Linked DNA regions of Mus musculus: region 2 is linked to region 1. The links are chromatin contacts, called in public HiChIP or PLAC-seq maps. All regions are on one chromosome and are shown on one strand. The core of a region is the stretch at or near the end of the contact, and the rest is flanking DNA. Distances in the headings are between cores, read along the strand shown. Region 1 overlaps Pdxdc1 (pyridoxal-dependent decarboxylase domain containing 1). Region 2 overlaps Myh11 (myosin, heavy polypeptide 11, smooth muscle).

Region 1 (7,107 bases), core at 1,882-4,381:
TGAGATAGAATCTATTATATAGCTCTGGCTATCCATCCTGGAGCTTGCTGTGTAGACCAGGCTGGCTTCTAATGTACAGAGAGATCCACCTGCCTCTGCACTGCTAGTGCTGGAATTAAAGGCATGAGCCACATACCCAGCTCAATCGGGTCTTCTCAAATAGCAAAAGCTTCTTATTGCTGGGGCCTGAATCCAGGACCCTGGACTTGCTAAACACAAGCTATATACTGAGTGATGCTCCAAATCAAGTAAGTCTGTCTGTCTCTCTCTTTCTTTTCTTTTCTTGTTCCATTTTATTTGCTGTTTCCAAATGTAAAAAAGAAAGTCAAGATTCTTACAATTCTTACAACAGTTTGAATGAAACATCTCAGACAAGCAAAGCAATTCTTGTACACATACCCATTTCTCTCCACCTTTGCTGCTTCATACAGTGTGACTGATAAAACTGATGGCTTGTACTCAGTGGGAAAATGCCATTTCTTTACACCACCACATAGCAGTTTCTACTTTTCTGCAAGTCAATTTTTAACAAGTTACTTTGCTCTTTTCTTTTAAACGTTAGGAGGCACATGGAACTGGAGAATTTGGCTGCTCCGTTTTATTCAGCGACTGCACAAATAAGAACAGCAGTCTCCCCGCTACAGGTGGCTGGGCTGGTAGATACTAGCTCTAGTAGATTCAATTTCCTTTATATCTTGCAAGTCTGGATTCCAGAAGAATAATGAGGAACCCACAGGTGAAATTTAACAGTGAAGCTACATTCAGTTACATTCTGTTAATCTTTGCTATTTGCATAGACTAAAGACAGTTTGCTAAATGGCACTGAAAATCCTGACCCAGGTGACATGACTTAGTCCAAATGTTTCTGACTAAAGAAATTATACAACAATATTTATAGGCTAACTTTTAAAGAGATGGTTGACATTAATACTGTACATATTTTACATATAAAATAGGTCCAGGCATTATTACCTCTGAGAGTGTCATGTAAGCACTTGTGATGGTTTATTTGCTGGAAGCAGCAAAGAATTATACAAAACAGTCCAGTTTCTCTGTTGTGTTTAATACATGGAGAGATTGTAGAGAATCATGAGAAAACAAAAAGACAGAAAATGTCAACCTGTGGGTTTCTTTAAAACACCCGGAGTACATGACCTCTGCACCAAAACAAATATAAAAGATCTGGATGATCACGCTTGGTTACACTACATAATTTAGAATGAGTACTACTGGCTGAGTTCTTCTGCTTTGGAAGCTAATGTTTTTAGTTCTGCTGCACCAGTGGCCCAAGATCTTATCTCATTTTCAGAGCGGCACAGTTTTCCTTACAGGCAAGGGCCCGCCCATTTCAGCAGCAGCATTACACCTTAAAGGTTAACAAGTGACAGAACAAATGTCTTAACTCTACTTTACTGTTTTATGCTTGCCAGTTAGAGTATTTACAAAAGGCTAATAGTGATAAAGATCTTTCCCTCCTCTCCTCCCCCGTCACTTCCTCCAGGACTTCATGGAGGAAGTACAGGTACTTTTATGGGGTGATCAATTTTGAGTGAGCACAAAGATGAGGTACAATAATTCTTGGCTCGAATGTTCTAGTTCCCCCACAGCTAACTTAACTGAGAAGTTGCTTACTGACAGTCAAGACAGTGTCTTAGGCCTAGAACAGCCAAAAAAACTGCCATTTTATCCAGGGGATAAAGTGATCACTGACTGGCACCCAAGGTTAGAGTCTAGTCCTGTGGTAAACAATGTTGTCAATAAATCAGAAACTGAAAATATATTTAAAGAACACTCGCCATTGAGGGAAATGTGGCCCCTAAGATTGTCTATGTCAAAGAAGGGAAGTAGCAGCTGAATGTGCTAAGTAGATTTCTATAAACACAGTTTCAGGAGGAGCTGTGCTGAGCTTTTCCCTAAAAAAACCCAGCTCACTCTTTCACATCAAATCACTGTGGCCGAGAGGAATCGGTCATAGTACATTGACTGTGACATAATTCTGGCTGTGAACAATTCTTGGAAATAGGAAGCTGAAGTGCTTTGTCAAAGGCGACTGCCCATACAAAACCAGCCAAATCTGCAGTTTACAAAGGAGAATACAACGCTCTTAAACTTAAGTTTTGGAGATTCATTCCTTCCTTCCTTCCTTCCTTCCTTCCTTCCTTCCTTCCTTCCTTCCTTCCTTCCTTTCTTGTTTTCGAGACAGGGTTTCTCTATATAGCCCTGGCTGTCCTGGAACTCACTCTGTAGACCAGGCTGGCCTCGAACTCAGAAATCCACCTGCCTCTGCCTCCCGAGTGATATATTTCTTTAAATACTAAGAATTTTTCATTAATTTCCAACAAAGATTTGGTGCCTATTTGATACTGCAAGAAAAAATAATTAGGGCAGAAAATATACCAAACAACTAGTTGATCTGTCAAAATAAAGCACAGAATGTTAAGTGGACAAAAGTGAAAATGTTAAAAATGTTATAAAAGTGAAAACCAAAGTAATGGGGTACAATGAAGGCTTTTAAAAAAATTACACATGTCTTTGGCATCTTAAAATATTTTTGTTATTTTGTTATTTATTTTAAAAGACTTGAAAGCAGATGAAATACATGCAAATTATTTGAAATCCCTGCATAGCAAATACAGAGTTTGCCAGCAGCAGTCAGATGTGTTAGAAGAAAAGTGAAAGAGCCTCTCCTGTGGCAGAGCCCCACACGATGGGGGAGGGGCTCAACCCTCTACCGTGTACTGGATGGCACCCCAGAGGGCTGTGCAGCAGTCACAAACAAGGCATTGTTATCTGGGAGGGAAGGGACCGAGGAATTTCCATTGGTCGAAAACATCCCATCTTTAGTTTTTCCAGATACTCTGCGTGGACTGAACCTTGATTGCATCTTTTACTTTGAACCACTCTCTCTTTCTTCCTATATTCCCAGTCTTCCATTATTTCAGTAACTGTCAGAACATAAACATATGTTCTGTGCTTCTGGTCTTGAATCTGCTCAAATATTCCTAGGAGTCTGCCTAATTTTCCTTTGACTCCAACCTTTTCATACACTTCACTCAAAGCAGCAGTGCCAGGCTCCTCCTCTGGCACCATCCCTCCTCTGGGGACAATCCACTGGACTGCTACTCAACAACTGCACCTCATCCTCCTACCCACTGCGGAAGCACAGGCAGGCCGCCCGCTTCTTGAAGCCCTCGCGGTCCTATGTCCGCGTCTGGTTGTTCTAGAATTTCATCATGGAGCTGGGCTCCTGCAGCCTCTGCTCTGGCCGCCACCGTGGAGACCTGGCCGCCGCCACCCCGCCGGGTGGTCGCCGAAGGAAGTCGTGGTGCTTGAGCGCCGGTAGGACGGCCGGCGACATGGCCGGCGAGGCCGGGCGTCCACCGAGACCCAGGGTGGAACGCGGGTCACAGCAGTCGGGGGGCAGCGGTGGAAGCGCCGCCTCTGTCCCGGCGCCCGCCGCTCTCCTTGGAGCCCGCTGCCGCTCGCAGGGGGAAGAGCATGGCTCGAGGGTCGTGCCACAAGGAGACAGTTGGAAGCAGCAGTGCAGACCTGGCAGAGACGCCCTCTTTCTTTCTTTTTTGGTTTTGTTTTAAGATAAGCCATTGCAGTGTAGTCTTGGCTGGCCTAGAACTCATTATGCAGAGACTATGACAGGGCTTGTTTAGGGAGAAATGACTTACTGACATCAAGTCTCTAACATGTATGCTCTAGTACATTTGGGCCTTTTTTTTTTTTTTTTTTTTTTTGGTTTTTTGAGACAGGGTTTCTCTGTGTATCCCTGGCTGTCCTAGAACTCACTCTGTAGACCAGGCTGGCCTTGAACTCAGAAATCCGCCTGCCTTTGCCTCCCAAGTGCTGGGATTAAAGGCGTGCGCCACCTTTCAGGAATACACTGTACTTTTCAGTGCATAGATATTATACATATTTTTATTAAATTTATTCACTAAGTATTTTAAATTTATTAGCCTGTGTATAATAAGCGTGTGAGATGTGTGTGTGCCCACATGCCATGGCACCAATGTGGAAGTCAGAGGATAACTCATGGAGCGGATTCTTTCTTTTCACCCTCATGAGTTTGGGAAATTGAACTCTGGTTGTCAGATATATATCATCAGGCAATAAGCACCTTTACCTGCTAAGTCACCTTGCCCCATTTTCATGATTTGGTTTGGTATTTTGAGGTAAGGTTTCTCTATGTTGCCTTGACTGTTCTGGAACTAGCCCTGTAGACCAGGGGCTCTTGAACTCACAGAGATCTGCCTGTCTCTGCCTTCCAAGTGCTGAGATTAAAGGGATGCAATACCACTGCCTAGACTAGTTTCATCCTTTTTGATGCTATCATAAAAGACATTGTAAATTCAACGTTATTTATTGCATTTATTTTGTATGTACACGTGGGCATACATACAAGAGTGCAACCGGATGGACAACTTTCAGGGTTCTGTTCCCTCTTTACCATGAGATGGAACTCAGCCCATTCAATTTAGTGGCAAGCATCTTTATCTTCTCAGCTATCTATCTTGTTGGCCTTAAATTAGATTTCTATTTGTTGGTTGCTAGATAGAAATCTAGAAATTTTATTAGGTTCACAAATTAGTTCTAGGAGCTTTTCTTTAGTTGCTTTAAGAGCATCTCACCTTGAGTTGGAGGCCAGCCTGGTCTACAAATCCAAGTTCCAGCACAGGCAAGGCTATACAGAGAAACCCTGTCTCAAAAACCAATCAATGAAACAAAGAAACAAAACCAAGAGTGCCTCACCTTGATGGAGGGTCATCTCACTTTTTTAACATCAGCACTTACAAGGCCAAGGCAGGAGGACAACTATGAATTCCAGGCCAGCCTTGGCTATAGAACTGAGACCCCATCTTGACAACACAAGATCCTATCTCGTAGGCCAAGTACTCAGTGGCCTTGTACATACTAGATTATGATACCTACCAGCATTTGCAACAAGCAGCAAGGGCAGTCTTCCTCTTTCTACGTCATCTTTGATCAGTTTCTCGAGAAAGGCAACGTCCTAGGACCAGCAAACAAACCACAAAAATATAAGACAACCAGTATAAAAAGTGTACACTGATAAGCTATGACTGTGTGTATGTATACACACAAATGCATGTACATATGGTTACTAGAACACATATGTATGTGCATAGGGGTCAAAGGTCCAGCTCAGGGTTGCTCCTCAAGAGCCAATTAGCTTATTTTTTGAGACAGTGTCTCACTGACCTGGAGCTTGCTGATAGACTGTGCTGGCTATACAGCAAGGCCTATGGATTAACCTGACCTCATCTCCCAAGCATGAGCCACTATGTCTGACCCTAAGGTTTTTTTTTAAAAGATTTATTTATTTATTATATGTAAGTACACTAGTTGTCTTCAGACACTCCAGAAGAGGACGTCAGATTTTGTTACAGATGGTTGTGAGCCACCATGTGGTTGCTGGGATTTGAACTCTGGACCTTCGGAAGAGCAGTCAGGTGCTCTTACCCACTGAGCCATCTCACCAGCCCCCCTAAGGTTTTTTAGTTTAGTTTTTTTTTTTTTTTGTTGTTGTTGTTGTTATTTTGAGACAGTATCTCACCATGTAACTCTGACTGGCCTGAAACTTGCTATGTAGACCAGGCTGGCTTTGAATTTATGGAGATTCACCTTCTCTACTCCTCAAGTGCTGGGATTAAGAATAAGTGCCACCACACCAGTGATTTTTAAAAGGTGAGTTCCAGGGATTGAACTCTGGTCCTCACGTTTTCTTGAAAAGCACTTTACCAGTTGAGCTCTCTCCTATCCACCACCAGTTTCATAAGGCCTAGACTGGCTTTGAAGTTCTGATTCTTGCTTCCACCCCCTGAAAGTGCGTACCATGTTTGGTTTTACATGGTACTCAGGATCAAACCCAGGGCTTTATGCACACTAGGAAGCACTACAGAGACCTAAGCTAATGGTTAATGAAAAACTGTGACTTCTAAAAGCACAGATGACTCAAAATTAATAACTCAAATCATTTTTTTATGTTAGGATAACTATTTACTCATGAACTTCAGATTTAAAACATTAAAATCGATTCAGCTTTATTAATACGTGTAAGAAAAGTATTTTAAAGCCACTGTATGCTACCTGGACAAAATGCATATTAGAAGCACTCAAAAACATTAGTTTTCTTGTGATTTAAAAATTTAAGAGTTCTGAACTTTTATTTTATTTTATTTTAGGCAGGGTCATATATATATATAAAATAATAAAATAAAAACTACTCCTATAATATTACTCAATGTTCACATGAAACACATTTACAACCTTTCCAAGAAGAGATTTTTTTTAAATCTCTCTTTGGTATCACTGAGTTATTTTTCTCCTATTTATTAATATTAAATTATTAATATTAAAGTATGCCTCCTATAGAAATTTTACACGATTCAAATAAATTTTTTATAACAATTCTGCTTTCCATAATCACAGATGACAAAAATCTGTATTCCTAATAAACTAATTAGAAATATTAAAAGAGATTAAAGGTGAAAACTTTACATATACAAGACCAATATTTCTAGTTTTAAATATTTACATTAGCTGGGAACTGGTACTGGTGGCAGAGGCACAGTCCTTTAATCCCAGCACTCAGGAGGCAGAGGCAGGTGGATGGATCTCTGTGAGTTCAAGGCTAGCTTGGTCTACAGAGTAAGTTATAGGACAGCCAAAGGTACCCTGCCCTTTTTTTTTTTTTAAATATTTATTTATTTATTATATGTAAGTACACTGTAGCTGTCTTCAGACACACCAGAAGAGGGCATCAGATTTCGTTAAGGATGGTTATGAGCCACGATGTAGTTGCTGGGATTTGAACTCAGCACCTTTGGAAGCGCAGTCGGCGCTCTTAACCGCTGAGCCGTCTCACCAGCCCGGTACCCTGTCTTGAAAACCAAAACTAAACAAACAAAACATTTACATGAAAAGAAAGTAATTTCTCATTCCCCACAGACAAGTAAACTATTTTGAAAATAGAAATGCAGAATCCTAGAGTTTTCCCTTCCTTTCTGCTTCAGTGTCAAGATATTTATCTCTTGCGTGTGTAAAAACTAACCCTAAGATTACAATGAAGGACTTCATTTC
Region 2 (7,107 bases), core at 2,050-4,549, 330 kb after region 1:
TTGAAGAACCTGGGGTATGCTGCCTGTCTTTGTCCCTTGTATGCTGGGATTAAAGGCATACGTACCACCATGCCCAGTCAAAATTTTTATTTAAAATAACATTTTTTTTTCAATTATATTTATTGGGTGGGTGTGCACATGTGCACAAGTATGTTTCCCACAGTGTACATGTGAAGGTCAGAGGACAACTTGCAAAAGTCAGTTCTTTCCTTCTACTGTGTGGGTGCTGGGATTGTTAGGCTAAGCAACAAGCATCTTTACCTGTTGAGCCATCTCTTCAGCCTAAAAAAAACAGATTTTTATTTCTTTTTTTATTTTTTTAAATCCAAGGAGCTGGGAATGTTGCCTAGTAGCAAGTTCCTGCATTCAACTCTCAGTACTCCACAACCCAAGAAGTAGATGCTTTTGTAGGGTCTTCTGAGACTGGGAACTCTTTCGGTAGCCTTGGGAATCAGGAAACCAGATGGCCAGTGTTGTTTTCTTCATTTCACAGGAGAGAAAATTGAGACCCTGTGAGACTTGTTCCGCTCTTGACTTTCACTCTTAGAACCTTGGGGGCCCTGTGCTAGCCACTGGGGTACTGCTGTCTCATCCATTAAATATGGTTTGCTCTGTCTGAAGGTCAGGAAAACGCTTGGAGTTTGGGAAGCCAGCCTCAGAGCCAGCATCACCAGCGCTACCATCCGCCCAGGGTGTGGTCAAGCTTTTGCTTTAGGACCAATGAGAACTGCGCCCTCCCCTGTCTTCCTTACTTTATAGTCGGCTTTTAGTCGCTTTATTTTCAAGGTAGTTTGAGAAATAAGAGCCAGTATCACCAGCGTTCACTTTGTGCCGTGTAGCCTAAACTGACTACGGCTGGTGGTGGTGGCCTTGGCATCATCCCTGTGATGTGGCTCAGTCCCTAGCAGTGTGTGTCATGGAAATGAGCTCACACACACACAGACACCCCGCACAAGGCAGCTCTAACGTATGATGCCACTGGCTTCCTAGAGTTTTAATGGCCTCCAGAGGTGTTTTGCTCAGGAGCTCTCTGCAGCCTGCTTCCAGCTGAAGCTGTCTTCTGGAACATTCTCCTGGTGCTTTTACAGCATGATCAAATTGTATCTAGGACTGGGAGATTACAGAGGCAAAAAAAGGCTTTATTAAACTATGGTCATGTACCTTTGACACTTTAACGCTGTCTGCCTCTTAAGTCAGTGGGAGACTATCCTCTATCGATAAACCCTGACTCCTGTTTTTCTTGAGATCCCTTCCCTGATGTTGGGGTGGCATGTGCATCAAGACACTGGACAACTTGCGTTGCACTGGCCTTTGTTACATCATCCCTAAGAACAGAACTTCATCCAGCCAGCTGGGCTTCATTCAGACACCATAGAGCAACCAGGGTGGTAAAGCCGGAGATGGAGCTCACCGCCAGACGCGCCCTCGGGATGTGGAAAGACCAGCACAGGCTCTGCAAATGCCAGCTCGTCTCTCATCTCTGGGGTGTAGCGCTGCCCCACACTTCAGTGCACAATGAGAAAAGCACACTAATACCAGAGCTTGGCACCCTTCACTGGCTACTAACTTATTTTCTAGTTGATGGGTAAAACTGGCCTAGAGTTGGACCTAGAACTTTTCGTGTGCTACTGACATTACAAGGTGATTTTAAGCTGCTGGCTATTTGTTCTCCTTAGACATAATAACCTGGGGAAAGATGGACTTTATTTTTTATAAGAAATAAAATAAAACCAAAAGAAATCCCTGCTCAATAGATGTGCGTCCTTTCATGTCTGTGCACAGGGCCATGAAGTTTGTTTTTAACCAAGTAATAAAATAATTGAACAAAAAAAGTGTTTTGTGCATTGTATATGTAGTTGTTTGTGTGGATTTGTAGAAACGAGTACACATGTATGGGAATCAAGCCAACATCTGGTGTCTCCCTCAATTGTATGTGTGGTGTATGTAAGTAAACAATTGTATGTGTGGTGTATGTAAGTAAACAACTGTATGTGTGGTGTATGTAAGTAAACAACTGTGTGGTGTATGTAAGTAAACAACTGTATGTGTGGTATATGTAAGTAAACAACTGTATGTGTGGTATATGTAAGTAAACAACTGTATGCGTGGTGTATGTAAGTAAACAGTTGTATGTGTGGCGTATGTAAATAAACAGGTTTGCACACATATGCACAGAGATTGATGTTTAGTGTCTCCTCCCCCTTTTTTATTCCATTCATTTACATCTCATGATATCCCACTTCCCAGTTACCCTTCCACAAGCCCCCCCATCTCACAGCCCCCATCTCCTCCCTCCCCTCTGCCTTTATGAGGGTGCTGTCTGTCTTCTTTCCACTTTAGTTTTAAGCCTGTATCCACCGTTAGGTTAGGTTTTCCTCCAGGGTGGGGTTACAGAAGTGTGCCGCCATGCCCAGCTTTTATTTGGGTTTTGTGGCTCTGAACTCAAAGCCTCATACTTGCAAAGCAAGCACCTTGCACACTGAATCTGATTTGTAAAAATCTCTATTGAAGTCAGCTTTTCAGCAGTGATGTCAGGGAAATGTTTGTCAGTCATTCCAGCTATAGCAGCAATCGGCAGGGGATTGATTGGCTTTTCAGCTTTTCAGTATTTCCTATCTTTTTTTTTTAAATCTGTTGAGTCGGGCTTTAGGAAAGTTTGCATGGCTAGAACTTTTGCCAAGCATGTCTCCCTGTCTCCCTTAAGCACTGTAGTTGGAGAATTAAAGGGCCCTGGCCTGCTTCTGTAGGGTTTTCATGCTAAGAACACTTTTCTTAAATGGTTGTTGGGGGTAGGGTGAGATAGCCTTGGAGTTATGGTCAGCCCTGCCTCAGCCTTCCAAGCCCAAGGATTATGGACATGGGCCACCATGCCCTAAGTGGTTTTTGCTTTTTGTTTTGTTTTTAATGGTTTTGCGCATTTTGTTTGAAGATGAATGTGTTATAGAGGCAGATGTGGTCTACAAATCTGAAGTATTTAAGTCCATTATTTGTGCGTGAGAGAGTATATGCCCCAACACTCATGTAGTGGTCAGAGTACACCTAACTTTATGTGAATTCCAAGGATCAAACTCAGGTCATCAGGCCTGCACTGTGGGTAGTGAGCAGCAGTCCTAAATACTGCATGTCTGGCCTTAATAGAGGTGTCCTGCTGACCCCCTCTGCTAGGCCAAAATACTGTATTGCAATTTAAACAGATGAAAGAAACTTTGTACTTAAAATATTGGTTGAATGTGCTGCCCTCAAAAGGCTTGGGTCCAGAAGTACCATGGACTTTGTGTTTGGGGGATGCTGCGATCTTTGTGCAGCTTGGACACAGGGCCCAGTTCTAAACACAGAATTCATTTGGGCTTCGTGTACACTTTCTTGTAGTGGGATCACTGAGAGGATTAAACGAGTTGCCAAGACAACAGCTGGACAGAAGAGCCAACTCCTTTCTCGTGACTTACAACCTTTTATTAGTGAAAGTGACCATGGGTGCAAATAAGTGTGATTGCTCTGCTCCGCTCGCTCTGGGAGCAGTGTTTCTTTTTTTAATTCAGATGACTAAAAAAGTCACTTGGGCGAAGTGAACTGTGTGTCTGAGGTGTGGCAGGCAGGAAAGGGAAGGGAATTTTCAAACGGGATTTCCTCCCAAACTGGAAGGTCAGGCAGGTCAGGGAAAGGTTGGGAGTGGGTTGGGGGCTGTGGCACCCATTCATGTAACTTCCTCATTTCATGTAAACAAAGTTGCTGGTGACTGTGGCTCCTGACCTGTACGTCTTATTTGGATTTTTCTCTGATAGCCCATCTAAGAACTTGAATTCACACCCTTTGTGCAGGGCTGTGGTTGACTCCTGGTGAGGGGTGGAGTGATTTCTGTGACTTGAGAACGAATGGACACAAGTGCTAAGCAGTCTGCTGGGCTCTGCTGTCGTTTAGTGTTCTGTTTTCCCTGACATGGTGTCCAATCCTGAATTTATTCACTGGCTTTGGTTCCATTGAAGTCTGAGTCCCGAGCGTCCATTTCTTCTTCAGAACCATCTGTGTTTTCAATAACTCTACGGCCCCCAGCCCTTCTGGAAGGAACAAATGAAGCCTCGTTTCCTCTCCTATGGGTTTGAAACAGAAAATACACTTGTCTTTAGTAAGAAAATCTCCCAGTGATTGGAAGAGGCAAGATCAAGGTGAGATCAAACACACACTCAACATGAACGAGTCACAAACAAATTCAGGGTGAGTCCTATCTATTCATTTGGCATGGGATTATTGGTTTTAAAATATTAAAATAGGATTCTGGTCTTGTGTTGGGTTGGGAAAAGAAAAAGGCCAAAACAGGTGTAGGGTAGCGCACAGGCCTGGTGTCATCAGGTAGAAGGTTGTAAAATTATAGATAAAACAGCAGGCCTAGTGCTGTTTTATCTATAATTTCCCACAGGAATAAAAAAAAGGCATGATTTTAGGTTTTCAAAGTGGAGAGGGAGAGTTTCTCAGAGTACAAGCTTTAGTTGAAGGGTGACACAGCGCCATCTGCTGGTGTGTAGCTTCCTGCTCTGAGATTCCCCCATGGTAGAGAGATGGTGTCTAATTTGAGTGTATTTTCCTCATCATGGTCACATGATGCAGAACACAAAGTAGATGTTCAAATGAATAGTTGAAAAATTGTTAATCTGAGGTACATTTTTGTTCTAGTGGGCAGGACAGCCCTGAATCTTCACTACTCCAGCTTTCAGCCTCTGCATGTCCCACCCATCCTGGCTATCCAAGTGGCTGATTTTACTGGAAAGGCTAGATATATAGCATGCAGCCTTGGGCAAGAGAGGAAAGTGGACAGAAAGGGGGACAGGTCAGTTTACTTGAAGCTAGCTTTTGCTATCACAAAAGGTTATGTGGATTTTCAGTGACCTAACACATGATCTTGTTGGGTCAGCACAGCCCTGTTTGACCTGAATGTGAATACAGGTGCTAACACATTTTAGTACAGTTTAGAAAACCAACATTGGGTAACAAAAGCAACTTGCTGGCCATAAGGAGGCTGGAGGGAGAAGCCATGATGGTGTGCCCACCCACTGACCCATTCTTTTCCCCAAAGGAACACATTAGACAGGTAATACACAGCAGATAGGGGCCTCCCTGTGTAAACACTTTGGGGTTTTCTTGAGATGTAGCAATCAAGAATAAATGCTTAAAGTTGTAGCCACTCCCAGAATAAGACACTGGGGCCAGCTTCAGAGGGCCATTTCAGAAGGGCTTCTTCTCTTGAGAGGGTGAAGGGCCTGGACTGTGGTATAGAGGGATGACAGTCAGTGCCCCTCTCCTCATGGCTACACTTTGGCTTCTGAACCCAATGGGTGGTGTCCTGGGGCTAGAAAGAGTGTCTAAGTCTACATTAAGGCTCTAGACACTTTTTGCCGTTTGGAACAGTTTATATTTGTTGACTCAAAGGGTTTATCCCTACATTTCAGAAACAAGTCATACCCTCTCATCAAGAGACTACAGCGGCATTGTTCCAGCTCAGGGATCACTATAGGAGGAAGCAGTTCTAAATCCAAGACAAAAGGTTGATACCAACTCTCAGTTATAGGGCTCCTGAAACACAGGTTTGCTTTAAAACCTCCAGGGTCTCATTCTGGAGAACTGTGGATCTTTCCAAGCACTAATAACCTAGTTTATTCTAGGTGCTGTGAGAAGTCTCCACAGGAAATCAGACTTTGTTTCCTGCTGACTGGGGGCTCCTCTGATCCCCCTTGTATCCTTGGGGATGCTCTCTGCAAGACCTCCATAATTTAAAGTATTTGACAGCAAGAGCAAAGTTGAAACTCTACAAAGAACAGGTGGCTCTAAGCAAGGATATCCTTGAGCTCAGCATGAGATACTGGGGACTCCATTGAGCCATTGTTGCCTGGATACACTATGGAGGAATAAAGGTGCTTAAAATCCTAGGGAAGCAGACGCCTCCTTTTGACAAAGGCTCCATGTGCTTTGAGTTTATTCTCCTATCTCTGGACATGTACATGCCCATGAGGCCTCCAGAAAAAGTTCCTACAGTTGGTGTCCAATTCCCACCCTCATGCACTGAAGATGCAGTAAGCTGTGAGCCCCAGTTCAAGCCGTGTGAAGCCCTGGCATCTGTGCTGGGGCAGGGAGTGCTCATGTCCTTTGACAGGACATGCTGAACCATGAGTAGATGAGTTTCTGGGCTGCGGTCACTGTGGCCCTGGGCTTATTTTATTCTGGAATCGTGACCCAGTCAGTTAGAAACCATGTCCATTCTTTAGGGGTGTGTGCAAAGAGTAAGATGCCATATGTACTCCACGGGGTGTCAACCTTACAACACGATGAGAGTCTTGACAGTGTAATAGTGGCTCCGCATGCAGGTAAGAGTAATCCCAGCAAAAGCACAGTTGGTAAAGTGCGTGTTTACCATGCACGAAGCCCTGGGTTCCGTCCTCAGCATCACTTAAAAGAGTATAGCAGTACACACCTGTCATGTATAGCAGTACACACCTGTCATTGTAGCACTTGGGAGGCAGAAACAGGAAGATTTGTAGCTCAAGGCCAAACTGAGCTACATCAGACGCTGTCTCAAAACAACAAACCAAACTAAAATAACAACAAAAACTCCAACATGCAGTATTTTTAAATCTCATGGAGATGTGATCAGAGTGTTTTGCTAGAAGCCATGTTTGACAGAATGCCAGAGGGAAGGACAATGACTAAGGGATGAGGTCTGCTTACATTCCCAGCTCTGAACTAAGCCAAGCCTTTAGAGTTGGGGGGTGGGGGAGTGTCTCACAGAAATTTGCAAGGACTTGGAAAGGGGAAGACACAGGAAAGGGGTGCAGGGCACAGAGGGATGGGGACACAAAGGAAGGGGTGCTGGGCACAGAGGGATGGGGACAAAGGAAGGAGTGCTGGGTACAGAGATATAAGGGACAGTGTGACACACGAGCTGTAAAGCTGGAGGCACAAGGTACCTGGTGGCTCACTGCGAAGTTTCCTGTGGGGGGGGCCCTCTGAAACAGAGAGAGTCCCCAGAGGTTACCATCCACACTTGGGAAGGAGCCAGTTAACTATGTTAAGGGCACTAGCTTCAGCTTCAATCAAGTAATGAAAGGTACTTCTCAGTCA

The links. HiChIP or PLAC-seq counts read pairs in DNA pulled down with a chosen protein or histone mark.
Region 2: a contact with region 1 is called in an Esrrb HiChIP or PLAC-seq map of embryonic stem cells, with 7 times the contacts expected there. The contact joins two enhancer-like sites. A contact is called at or near these places in 1 of 15 datasets of contacts at CTCF or cohesin (the NIH/3T3 cell line), 1 of 484 Hi-C or Micro-C datasets (bone marrow-derived macrophages), 3 of 115 datasets of contacts at active chromatin or transcription factors (all in embryonic stem cells) and 4 of 9 other capture datasets (adipose tissue, embryonic stem cells, liver and 1 more).

What each region holds. Positions count from the first base shown.
Region 1 is chr16:13,864,865-13,871,971 of GRCm38.p6, forward strand. Pdxdc1 (pyridoxal-dependent decarboxylase domain containing 1) reads right to left here. Exons shown (of 23, transcript NM_053181.3): 8 at 4,939-5,017. It also overlaps the pseudogene Gm19150. Among named protein-coding and RNA genes, the nearest start is that of Pdxdc1, 35 kb to the right of the region's middle. Within about 2 kb of position 3,132, at least 98 of the 459 cell types and tissues checked have an H3K27ac peak or open chromatin away from gene starts, as enhancers often do. A contact at or near this core is called in embryonic stem cells and liver, where this site is marked.
Region 2 is chr16:14,191,097-14,198,203 of GRCm38.p6, forward strand. It overlaps Myh11 (myosin, heavy polypeptide 11, smooth muscle), which reads right to left. Exons shown (of 41, transcript NM_001161775.1): 41 at 3,431-4,088. The coding sequence ends at 3,956. Nde1 (nudE neurodevelopment protein 1) reads left to right here. Exons shown (of 9, transcript NM_023317.2): 9 at 622-1,832. The coding sequence ends at 715. Among named protein-coding and RNA genes, the nearest start is that of Nde1, 31 kb to the left of the region's middle. Within about 2 kb of position 3,300, at least 17 of the 459 cell types and tissues checked have an H3K27ac peak or open chromatin away from gene starts, as enhancers often do. A contact at or near this core is called in embryonic stem cells and liver, where this site is marked.